Linked DNA regions of Mus musculus: region 2 is linked to region 1. The links are chromatin contacts, called in public HiChIP or PLAC-seq maps. All regions are on one chromosome and are shown on one strand. Each heading gives the region's core, a stretch centred on a gene start, on an enhancer-like site or on the middle of the called end of the contact. The rest is flanking DNA. Distances are from core to core; before and after follow the strand shown.

The links. HiChIP or PLAC-seq counts read pairs in DNA pulled down with a chosen protein or histone mark.
Region 2: an H3K4me3 HiChIP or PLAC-seq map of intestinal villus epithelium shows a contact between it and region 1, with 7 read pairs. The contact joins two enhancer-like sites. A contact is called at or near these places in 5 of 484 Hi-C or Micro-C datasets (Sertoli cells, brown adipocytes, embryonic stem cells and 2 more) and 4 of 115 datasets of contacts at active chromatin or transcription factors (the NIH/3T3 cell line, embryonic fibroblasts, embryonic stem cells and 1 more).

Annotation. Positions count from the first base shown.
Region 1 is chr3:63,313,930-63,317,002 of GRCm38.p6, forward strand. All of the region lies in intron 3 of Mme (membrane metallo endopeptidase), which reads left to right. Among named protein-coding and RNA genes, the nearest start is that of Mme, 20 kb to the left of the region's middle. Within about 2 kb of position 1,607, at least 16 of the 459 cell types and tissues checked have an H3K27ac peak or open chromatin away from gene starts, as enhancers often do. A contact at or near this core is called in intestinal villus epithelium, where this site is marked.
Region 2 is chr3:63,349,472-63,352,544 of GRCm38.p6, forward strand. The region is part of intron 16 of Mme (membrane metallo endopeptidase); the gene reads left to right. Among named protein-coding and RNA genes, the nearest start is that of Mme, 56 kb to the left of the region's middle. Within about 2 kb of position 1,445, at least 15 of the 459 cell types and tissues checked have an H3K27ac peak or open chromatin away from gene starts, as enhancers often do. A contact at or near this core is called in intestinal villus epithelium, where this site is marked.

The DNA of each region.
Region 1 (3,073 bases), core at 357-2,856:
GCAGAGAGGCCACAACCCCAAGCCCACCTATACTAGTGAGAGAGCTTGTATTCTCAAGAATACAAAACAGAAGGGAAGAAAACACAGTGCAGGATCAAGGCAGGACAAAGCTGGCCTACAAAATTAGATATGAAGGAAGGAGACCATAAAAGCGAAAGAAGGAGAAATAGACTAAAATTGTATATCCGACCCGTACACACGGGGAAGGATAAAGTAAGATAGAAATTTTAAAAATTGAATTAAAAATAGCAAAACATAAAATGTATAAGGAGATGAAGAGGACTGATGTCCTGTCCCTCAGGAACTCCACTCGGATCACTGGCATTCAGGGATCTGAGTGCAGAGCCTGGGTATATGTAAGCCTTCCCTGGCCTGGGTGGAGATGCAGTCTCTTTTTGCCTAGTCTAGTGGTGTGGAATTCAGCTCTTTGTCACCTTACTTTTCCTTCTCTGGCTATCTAGATGTCTGTCTTCCACTGAAGGAAGAACCTTTGCAAGGCTTTTCTGTGTTGATCTTTGTGTTGTTTGTCCTACAACCAGAGTGTGTGGGCCATGGACTTGTCAGAGGAAGTTATATCCCTAGGTGCCTTTCATTCCCTCGGTCCCAGATGCAGCTATCAGCAAACTTTCCACTGTGTGTCTTAGACCTTGGCACCTCTAAGTCCTTGCTCTCATTTGTCACTCTTCCAAGGAGCCACTCTATGGCTCAGACCAGATTCCCACTGTGTAGAGCATTGCACAGCTCAGATTCAAAAGATTTCCCTCTTGCTAGAGCAAATGGAATTCTTACAGAACTCTCAAATTGCCAAAGACTTATAATCAGACCAGTGATCAAGTCATTACTTACAAATATTTCCCACAAGAACTGTTAAGTTCTTTGGCTTAATTTTCTGGTATAGTGAATTTAATCAGATGAAATTTAGATGCCTTTTCTACCTTCAATATTCTGAAGTGAAATGAGCTCATTATTCCAAAAACACATGTATAGAGGAATTAAAAAATTATCTTAACTGAAAGCCAAGAATCAAAATAGTAACAATATGTGTGACTGAAAAATATATTTTCATTATATTTCCTTGACTCTAATAATGTAATATACACATAGCTGTGAATTTTTGAAAACAGTGTACATCATATTCTGGAGCAACTCTCTGACAGTATGTTGAGGAGAAATGACACAAGCTAAACCTTGAAAGCCAGATTAATAAACGTACCCATTTTAAGAATACCTGTTGTGAAACTCTGTATACTACACACCAACTAAGGTTAAGAACACAAAGTCATAGAAAACAAGTGGAGAGATGTGGAAAACTGACATTATGGCCATACTCCATGTGGGGCCTAAGGGCAAGCTCAGCCTCATTCTAGCCTGGAACTCATTGGGTCCAAGGTCAGTGACTAAGTGTCTCCATATCCAGCCGGCCTTGTGCCTGGTCTGCTTTTGACCTCTGCTCCCATCCGTGGGTTCTAGTCTAGTCCCTTGAGGTCTTCACTCCTGGCTCATTCCCCAGTTCTGGCTAGTGAGTTTCTGCTGTCTTTCTGATCCGAGAGACTGAATGTAGCTGGATTCCTCACCTCGTAACCTTTCCCCAGAAGCTGAAGAGCTGCAGGCTCCTTAGAGCTCCACACCTGTTGCTGGTTTGCCACTTACTTCCAGCTGCCCTTGGCTCGCTCCGTGACCTGCTTCTTCCTGTTGCTCCTAGCAAGGAGTTTCTTCCAGGCTTGATCACGTACAATCTATCTAAACCAGTATTCCATCTCACTGGACTGCTCTGACACAATCTCCCAAGCCCCATTTATATAAATGGCAAAAAATGTAATACAGTGAACTGTTCATTCCTCGGAAGGATTGGTTTCTCTGCAATCTAGGGGAGAAAGCTGAAGGTCTTACCAGTCCATCAGCTACCTACTACTACATCTATGAATTTTAAAGCCTTAAAGAAAAGAGGAATCCATTTTGCCTTATTTAATAAACAAAAATCTAATTACGTAAAAAAGTTCAAAAATTTCAGATAGTGCCTATCTAACTAAATGAGCACATAAAAGTCATTTTCAATTTGACATCTTTTATTTATGTGTGGGTTTTAGTTTATAAACAGCAGATGGAGATAAGTTAACTGAGAACAAAGGATCTTTTTTGGAGTATCTATTATGGACTAGTTTTTATTGTACAGGATGGTGGGATTCAAATCTTTATTCTGAGTGTTCTTACAGTTACGAATGTTTTAATATTTTTTGGGTCACCTCAAGACACATTCTGAGTTATTTCTCAGATATCGTGAGTGCTGTACCAGGAAGAGAACTTCTTTAATAGCAGAGTACATTATATACTTCACCCAGAAGTTTAGGTTGAACAATGTGTGGTTTGTGACTTACAAAACTGTAAATTTAATAACTTTGATCTTACTCATCGTCCTGTTTTCAACAACTAACAAGGTACATGGCACAGAATTATTAGAACTTCGTGTAATATATGCCCGTGTTCCCTGATGCCTTAGCATAAAGTCCCCAGCCATTCAGCTGTGCTAGGTCATTTGTCAGCACCTGACAGGCAAAGTTGGACAGGGAAGAGGTATTGTCAGTCTCCTGTAGTCCTGTCTGAAAATCAGGTTTCTTAGTTCTGCACAAACCTGTAAGGTTGCACGTTCCTAACTGATGCATCTCCTTTGCTAGTAGTTATCTCTTTTCCCTGTCATTTCATTTGCCTTGCTAACTCTTCCTCTTAAGCTAGACTTGGGCCAATGAGGAAACAATTTCAGTAGTCATGCATCCTTCTGGGCCCACATTTTTTCTATTGTAGGGAGAGTTTTCACCTAAGCATTTACATGGAGAAGAACTGCCAGTTTCTAGGCCCAAAGTCTCCACCAGCCTAGGTTTCTCTCTTCTGTGCCAGTTTGCTCTGCCCCCATGATTCTCAATGTGGTTTCTGTTCTCTTTAATCTAAACTCCTGAGTTCTCACTTGGGATGCCCTAATATAGCTAAGCATGGCTGCTCTCAATACCCACAGTCCTCTATCCCTGTCTGCCTTATTCATAAAATGCCAATTCAAATTCCTCCTTCATATACATAAACA
Region 2 (3,073 bases), core at 195-2,694, 35 kb after region 1:
TATATATATATATATATATATATATATATATATATATATACTGATGCCCAGCTCAGTGCTCCTAGATCTTGAGGTATTTGCTCTGAGACTGGAGCCCAGATACTAGGGTTCTTCCTAAGCACTGCTCTCCAATACAATCCTCTGAGTTTGTCTCTTTTTGTAGCATTCTTTTTCTGTATTTATTTTAAGAAAGAAAGGAAGGGAAGGGAAGAGAAGAAAGAGAGAAAAAGAGAAAAAGAGAGAGAGAGAGAGAGAGAGAGAGAGAGAAAAGAAAAGAAAAGAAAAGAAAAGAAAAGAAAAGAAAAGAAAAGAAAAGAAAAGAAAAGAAAAGAGAGAGAGGCAGGGTGATGAAGATCTTTCCCAAAGTGATGCCTTTAATTTTGTGAAATTTATTTTTGTGTTTTAAATTCACCATAAGCACTCTGGCTATAATGCCATTAAATTGTCAGGACTGAATCGTAAGAGGTGTATTGTAATAAAAAAAAGTTGCCGGTATTTCATTACAGTTTCTCCCCATGAAAGCTTCTCACTTACATGGCACTAGTTTAATAGGAGAAGAGTGACCGTTGTTGTCTCTGTCCTTGTTTCATTTGTCCCCAGGTTCAGGTCCTCACTGACAGACAATGTCAGAAAGACAAATGTATAGTGTCCACTTCATTCATGTACCCTGAAGTCACATTTCATACTCAGATCCTTATTCCCAAACACTAGCAGGAGGGATCTAAATTCACACCCATATTGAAATGGTAGGGTTCAGACTATAAACTATTATTCACTTATGTTACAGGGTGCTTTACAGAAATGCTGATGCATAAAAATTTCAAGTTACCAACCAGTGTAAATAAATTCAATTAACGAACTAGTAACTCCAATATCCTTTCTTTTCCCATTCCACGTGCTCCCAGTGTGCACGTGCATGTACTTCTTGAAGTCTACCATCCTTATTACATATGACTATTTTAATCTGGCCCAAGTCCATCTGCTGAGCTTCACACTTAATATCTAGCTGATTACAAGCATTTCTGCTTAGCTATATCATTAACCACACAAGAGCAACATTTTCCTCTTAAACAAAAATTAATCTTGTTCCTTGTATCTGTCCATTTTCTAGAAGCTTCAAATTTGTTCCCGCCCTGACAGAAACCAGGGCCTCATCTTGATTATTCTGGCCTGTTCTGGTTTATCCATAGTGCTAACAAAAATCTCGATCTAAAGCAAAGGACTACATTCATCCGCTGCTAGTTAAATATTATATAGGAATGTATAAACGCTTCAGTTTAATTGTCTCCACTTTGCTTCCTTATCACATTGTCCCTGGTGATTTAATTTTAAAAACACTTTTACTTCCAATTTTCCCGTGTTTCCACTTCATCTTCATACTGCTATCCCCCAAGGTCTCAAGGATACAGCCTGAGTCATGTTCTTTCTGATTAGAAACCTTCCCTGTGTTTCCTGTTGCTTAGATCAGGAAATAAAAACTTTTGAAAAAGTCCAAAGTTCCCATAGCTTCCAGTAGCTCTCCATAATTCCTTCATAGTCACCCAAACTTCCCCTCAGTCCAAAAAACTAGCTGTATGCAATGCTTTCAGATTACCAGACCCCAGCCTTTCCCTTATTGCTTCTGAACTTATAGCATCCTTTTTGTTTGTTTTTTTTTGTTTGTTTGTTTGTTTTATTTTTTGAAACAGGGTTTCTGTATATAGTCATGACTGTCCTACGTCTTGCTATGTGGGCCAGGCAGGCCTCAAAATTATTAGATCTTCTTTCCTATATCTCCTGAGTACTAAGGTGTGGGGCAGTGAGCTGTGATAGGCAGCCTGGTCCCCCGGTCATACTCAAGCTTACAACCCCAGAGACTGTCCTTTTCAGGGACAGTCACCTACAGGGTCTCCAGGGTTCTAAGACTGAGATGAACTGGGGACCAGGCTGCCTATCACAACTCACTGCCCCACACTGAGGTTAAAGATAAGCACCGTCACAGCATGTAACATTTTTTCTTCCCTTTTTAAAAAAATCTAACAGCAATCTCTACATGGCTTGACTCATATGTTATCCCCTTTATTCCCTGTACCTTGGCAGCTTTCTGTTCACCCATACAGAACTGTACCTTGCAAATTTCAGTCAAAGCACCAGTAAAGTTTGATGTTGAAGAAACTGACTTGTATAAAAAGAAGAAACCAATGTCAATTAATAGAATGTGGACCCTTTGCACATGTTGTTAGAGCATGCAAATGCAATTGCCAATTTGTAATAATGTTGACAAAGTTAATTTAGCAGATAAAATAAAAAAATGCTTCTATCTCCATATTTTACTTCCACAGCTGGTGAAGTTATACATCCCTATGGCTGTTCTCTGTTAAATACATTTTAAAACCTAATCTTAAGGAATGTGCATGCGATATGTCCAAGTTAATGATTTGGGTAAAGGACCTCCCTTTGCACTGGTGAACACTCACACCTGCAAAGAACTGGGATTTGAATAATTTTAAAACTTTATATGGTTTCTGGATGCCTATGCATATTTTTTTCTTTTACCCTGAACATGATGTCTCTTGAGGTTTTTGTGTAATTGCAAAGGAATTTCAAATATGTCCAGCTCAGTAAAAAATAGCACTGAACTGGAAGTATAATAAGTCCTGGCAAGGTTACTTAATAATAAAAAAGATGACTTAATAACACATCTAAAATCACTTACTTCTACTAACATAATTGTTCACTTAATGTTAATAGGACAAAAATAAACCTCAAGAGTTGTGTGTTCATGAACAAGAAAACTATAAGAATTCCTAATGAGTCTTTTAGTGTTGATACTGACTTTAAAATAAATTTCCAATTGATAATTTATTCTCTGAGAATTACAGCTAGAAGTTAATTTAATAATGAATTGAACAGAATAGTCACTAAAAGCAAAACAATAATCACTGTACTGTTAGATATCTTCCTTACCTCATGTCTGCTGGGTTTTCTGATTGGGATAATCAGATGATTGTAGACTGAAATCAGTAGAATCCTAGAGATCAAAATATAGGATCAAGATGTCCTATAATTCCATTTAATTGTGGAAGACATTTCA